Regions from separate parts of the Sus scrofa genome. Here region 1 is linked to region 2. Evidence: chromatin contacts called from public Hi-C data. All regions are on one chromosome and are shown on one strand. Each heading gives the region's core, a stretch centred on a gene start, on an enhancer-like site or on the middle of the called end of the contact. The rest is flanking DNA. Distances are from core to core; before and after follow the strand shown.

Region 1 (2,913 bases), core at 118-2,617, 440 kb after region 2:
TTAGCGCTATCTACACGTTCAAAAGTGCCTTATTTTACTCAACTTCTCCACAAAGCAAATGACTGGAAAAGAAGTACAATTGCTGATCATGAGGAAATATGTACAAGAAATGAAATATGTCTGAGATATACTTCAAAATAATCGGGGCGGGGGAAGGAGCAAGCCTGGCCAGTTACTGATTTTAAATTGGGTAATGGGTGCACGGAGCTCTCCTACTATCCTCGTGACACTGGAGAGTCTGAAGACTCCCATAATAAAAAGTGCTGTTAAATGTCCAAAGGTCGAGGTGTTTTCTGTTTTCCTTTGGGGCTTAATGCAAATCCCGGTCCCGGTCGGGAAGACAAAGTGGCAAGTTCTAAGAGGCGAAAAGTGAAACGGGGACGCCGGCCAGCTGAGGCTGGTTACGCCTCCCAGGCGGCCCAACAGGTATGCTCCTCCCTCCCAATCCCCGAGGCCCGGACAGGAGGAGCACCCGCCGAGTCACGCCACCGAACCCCCGGGAAAGCGCAACACCCAAGGGAACTGCCGCAAAGGCCCTTCCCTGGGCCGCTGCCTGACTGCCGGCGCGCGAACTGCCGGCTCCCGACGACCGACCAAAGGCCGGGGGAGGAAGGGGGCAGCGATGGGGAGAATAGGTGGGCGGGTGGGTGAGTCCTGCCTTGCCCGGCAAGTCGGCCGAATTCGCTCCGCTCCGCCAAAGCTCCAGCCCCAGCAGGGCCCTCGGCCAGCACGGCCGCCCCCGGACATCTCCGCCTCCCTTCAGCCGCGGCGCGGACACCCCACCGGTACGCGGAGCCCGCCGGCCTCCCCGAAAACCCAAACCCGGCTCCTTCACCTCCTACCCTGAGTGTCACCAAAGGTTCCCGCCGCCGTCCCCGGGGCGCCTCCTCGACCCCAAGCCAACCGCTTTCCAGAGTTTTTACCTCACTCTACCTCCGGCGCGAGGCAGCCCGCCGGCTTCTTCAGCTACTCCACCTTCCAGCTTGACCGTCCCGGGGCGTTGCTGCCAATCACCCAATCTCCGCCCCGAGCCCGGGCGAGGCTCACCAATCAACGGCTCCCTCCGGCCTGGAGGCGGGAGCCGCAAGCGGAAGGCCAGAAGATCGCTGCACGAGCCTGGAGCGGCCTCTCGCAGTGTGCGCACGCGTTGGGCTCGGCTATCGCGTGGGCTTTCCCGTGGACCTTGCTTTTTGTCCTCAGTTCTCTGCCTTGGCAAGTGCTTTGTAAACTTCAACCTCAAGAAAGACCCACATTCTGAATGTAGCCCCAAGTGTGTATTACCTTGAAAGAAGATGTGAATCTTAGCCCTTGTTAAGCTAATAAATGAGCTGTTTCATCTCGCGGTGTAGCAACTTGTGCTCACCCAGCCTTTGCGGACTTCGTATCTCGGGTGTGTTTGTCTAGGGGAAGTAGGGCTGTCGGATTGTACAAAGTGCCTGAAGGGTTAGGATTTTACTTTACCAAGTCTTCGGTTCTAACATGTTTAAGTTTTATTCGTTGGGACACGTGATTTTTAGTAGCTGAGTATCCCAAGACACTCTGGGTTCAATTCATTCTCTCTTGAAAATATGATCATTGCACTTAATAGCTAACAATATATTAAGCATGGTAATATGGGTAGGACTGACAAAAGATTCATACGTAGAGCGGAGAAACCTATTTCTGTTTGGCTTTTCAAGAGCCTATTGCTGATTGGCTGTTTCTCTTACCCTCCCATTGTAATTGATCCCAGAGGTCGTAAGCAGACAACAGAGCTCTGAAGTTTTTAATCCGGGTGCCCAAGTCTCTCCCTGGCGAGGCTTTCCCCCTTCAGCAAAAGCGTTAATTCATCTACTTAACAAGGGCTTGTTAGGGGCCCACTGTGACAATACAAAGATTTTAAAGAGCTTTGAACCACGCCCTCAGTGAGCCTACGGGCTAACAACAAGGTTAATTTATATAACCAAAAGTTGTAACCAGGTATGGAGGGGGCTGGGAAACCCGCCTAAGCCTGCCCGGGTTCTCAGGGAGTGCATCTGGAAGAAGAGAATGCTTGGGCTGGGGTCTGATGAAGCAGCAGAAGCATCTGAGCTCAAGGGGCAGGGGCAGAGCATGGCGATATATCTAACAAAGTTCACTTGTTGCTTATGAGATTTTCCTAGGGTGGATTTAGTGCGAAGCTAATGAAGCATCTGCCATTGACTTGCACCAGCTCTCTCCAAGAGCCAAGGAAGGGCCCCAGCACCTAATAATGCACATGATCATATGTAGTTTTCAACTCTTTAAAGGGGCCCCAGCACCTAATGCACATGATCATATGTAGTTTTAAACTCATATGTCTTAGAGCTGTCCTCAACAGGGATTGGCTAAGGCTTTTTTCCATGCCAATTTCCTTTCCTTCACACTTCCCTTCTAGGTGCCCTGGAGTGGCTCTGGGCTTTTGGGGGATCTGAGTGAGGGAAAGAGTTGAGATGGAACTGGAGCCACTTCCCTGATAAGTTATTTCTGACTCTCCTGGTGTTGGAATAGCTTCCAGGAAAACTCCTAGCTACACTCTATTCTATCTCATAAATGAATGTGTCCCAGGGCACCTGGCAGTAGATGCACATGGGTGGAGAAAGAGAAAAGAGTTTGAAATGTGCTGAGCCAAAAGTTAATCTAGGGGGAAATCTTCCAGTCATCACACTTTTAAAATTATAAGATTACAGGGAGTTCCTGTTGTGGCGCAGTGGAAATGAATCCAACTAGTATCCATGAGGGTATGGGTTTGATCCCTGGCGTTCCTCAGCATTGATGTGAGCTATGGTGTAGGTCACAGATGCAGCTCCAACTCCATGTTGCTGTTGGCGTAGGCTGGCAGCTACAGTTCTGATTCCACCCCTAGCCTGGGGACTTCCATATGCCATGAGTGCAGCCCTAAAAAGCAAAATAAAA
Region 2 (2,868 bases), core at 155-2,654:
TCATTTCTGTTAATTTCCTATTGTGTAGACTCTGGAGCTCTAAAGGACCTGTGAAGTGCAGAAACGTCTCCTGTGGATGTAATACCAGGCTGGGAGCAGGGGCAGCATCATGCCTCTTTCAAGATCACCATCTGGACTGGATTAGTGATAATGAGTTACTTCATTCTTAAATTGATAGAAAAGCATGGGCACCAGCTTCCTTCTCTCCTCCCAAGAGCAACTCTCTCTCCCATTGGTAAGGACTGACTTGGAAAAACATTTTCCTATAAAACAATTAGCCCGTGATTGGCAAACAAGCATTCAGTATAGCGACCCACTAAAACAAACAAATAAACAAAAGCAAGCTTCCAACGTGTTTGACACGGCCGGCGGGGGCAGGGGAGGGGGGCGCATACCTGGTGGACTCTTGCTTGTAGATGTCAATAATATTCTCCACCAGCAGGTTTCTCTGAAGCCCGTATATCCCATGTCTGTCCAAAACCACTTCGTGTCTGCAGGATGGGCAGCGGAATCGGCCCCCCGAGGCCACAGTGGTGCCTCCTCTTGTGGGCAAGTACGGGTTAGAGGCCTGTTCTTGCCGAGCAAGAAAAGAGGAATTGAGCATTGCCACAGGTAGCTTTCCTGGGACCTCCTTTCCCTCTCAGTTACTACAAACAACATCAACTCCTTGCTGGGAGATAGTAACTGGTCCCAAAACACAGGACCAACCCTCACCCATGGTCAACTGCAATGTGCCATTTTCAGCATGAGGTCCTTTTCCACCTAACGTTTTCATAACCAAAAGTTCCAGCCAGAAACTCCAACAGTAATGCCTTGGGCAGTAATTCATTTACAATTTTGAAACAGATTCAATGTTTCTAAAAGGACAAATATGATTCTTAATATTTTAATAAAATTAGATTTGAGAGCCAGGAGGAGGCTGATGGCAAAGCACAAAGCAAATCACTTTTAAAAATGGTCTTTCTTTTTGGTTGTTGTTTTAAATAAATGCAACCTTAGAACGCTTCCTAGAGAAATTCACCTCAGACTTAAGCACTTGATTGGGAGATGAGAACATTTTTTCCCTCTACCCCTAGATTCCAAACAAACCTACCTGGAAAATGTCACTGGCACATTTCCTGCACAGGTTGTGCTGGCAGGGAAGAATGACCACGGGCTTTGTGAACATCTCTAGGCAGATGGGGCAAATGAGTTGCTTCTCCAAGTTATCCATGGTCTGCTGCTCTTTGGAAAAAGACTTGTAATTCAAAGATGCGCTCATCTCCTGGCCGTCCCCGTGTGCACTGCCAGGGAAAGCGTGCTTCGAACGGTTTCGGCGAGTGATTCCTGGAAATAATTCCAAGGATTGTACAATCAAGCGTCCTTTACGTTTCTTTTGGTGGAGGACATTGTTTCAGGCTGGGGTTCAGAGCAGTGCTCGAGCTGTTTTTAGCAGCCGAGGGTCACGTGACAGCTGGCTGACTTCTCCATATAAGCCAGTGACAGGAGGATGGATTCTGACAGGTGACAGGGAACAGGGGCCAACATTCCTGGCCCAAGGAGTGAAGAGAGTGGGTGGGAAGGAGGACTGCAAAAGCCATTTAGACAGGGGTTGTGAGGAGCGGGAGGTGCCGCTGACAGTTGTCAACAACAAATGGGAATGTTCGTGCCGAGTCACTGAGCTATGCCCTCTGTGAGCACTCAATAAGGACTCGGTGACGGGCTTCTCCAGGACTGGGGAGAATGTCATCCAAGTAGAACGAAAGCCATTTCTGTGTTGAGAATTTAGGAAGCCAGTCACCAAAAGGAGCAATGACCCCCCTGCCTGAGGTGAAAACAGACAAAACAGGTCCTGAAGAGCATCATCCTGGCTTCACAAAGGTAGTCATCTAAAAAGCCTCGCTTCGTCTTAACCACTTCCTCTTTGTGAGGGTCAGGAAATGCGAAAAATTCCAACTTAAAAACTGATTGCTAATCTTTTCACCATAGGAGGCTCCACAAAATTTTAAAATATCCAAATGCCACTTGATGATCCAGGTTTTTTTAGAAGTTGTGAAAGAAAGCTCTAGTGTGCGTTTCCCTCCCTTTTGCCTACTCCTCTTTCATCCTATACCCCACCCCCACCCCCAAAATGCCCAGAAAATTGGACAGCCTTTAAACATTTAAATTTAGTTTCCATCGACAATCAGTAATACAGTAGTAACTGGGACATGGGGTCAGACCCCTTATTTCGTTTTGCCACACAGTGGGGAACAGATGGCAGGGCCATCTTCAGTGGACATGAAAACCGAGTCCTGCTTCCAGATCTGGGTTTTATCTGGTCTGAAATACCTATACCCCTTGGCATTTGTCTCACTTACCAAGGTGATTTTTTTTTTTTTAATGATAGTTTCTCTGGCCATTTCCTGGACTGTTTCTTGAGCCATCAGTTTCAGTTCTGATATTTGCCGGGATTTTGTGAAACCACTGTTTCAGCTATATGTTTTGTTTAAATATTTAAAATCAGATCAAAAATGAAAAAGAAACACGTCTATTTTTTATGTGCTAAATTTGCAGTTTTATTTCTCCTTGATTTTAAAAACCTCCTGCAATGAACACCTTGTGTTAGCACATCCCCAGCGTGCACTTAATTACCAGCAAAGAGTAGGGGGCTGTGACTGGTCATGGGTGCCCTTCATGCTAGTGCACTGAGCGCTTACTGAGAATCTAATAAGCTCTATTAACAAATAATAAGTTACGCGTATTCATAAACCTTTCAGAGATCTTTGGAGAATTTTCTTATTCCTTTCAATAGCTTTTTAGCAACTACAGCGAAGGAGAGAACTGGTGACATTTTTTTAGTGAGTAATTAGTTCACCTAGCTGAGGCGTTAACTGTGTTTATTATCAC

What was found. Hi-C and Micro-C count contacts between places; a contact is called where the count stands out from the background.
Region 1: a Hi-C map of skeletal muscle shows a contact between it and region 2, with 2.3 times the contacts expected there. The contact joins the promoter of MTFR1 here to the promoter of TRIM55 in region 2. A contact is called at or near these places in 2 of 5 promoter capture datasets (fetal liver and liver), 4 of 47 Hi-C or Micro-C datasets (embryonic fibroblasts, skeletal muscle and subcutaneous adipose tissue) and 1 of 2 datasets of contacts at active chromatin or transcription factors (alveolar macrophages).

The regions. Positions count from the first base shown.
Region 1 is chr4:68,968,631-68,971,543 of Sscrofa11.1, forward strand. MTFR1 (mitochondrial fission regulator 1) reads right to left here and starts at 1,368. Exons shown (of 7, transcript XM_021089295.1): 1 at 934-1,368.
Region 2 is chr4:68,529,485-68,532,352 of Sscrofa11.1, forward strand. TRIM55 (tripartite motif containing 55) reads right to left here and starts at 1,405. Exons shown (of 9, transcript NM_001244691.1): 1 at 1,094-1,405; 2 at 396-568. The coding sequence starts at 1,261.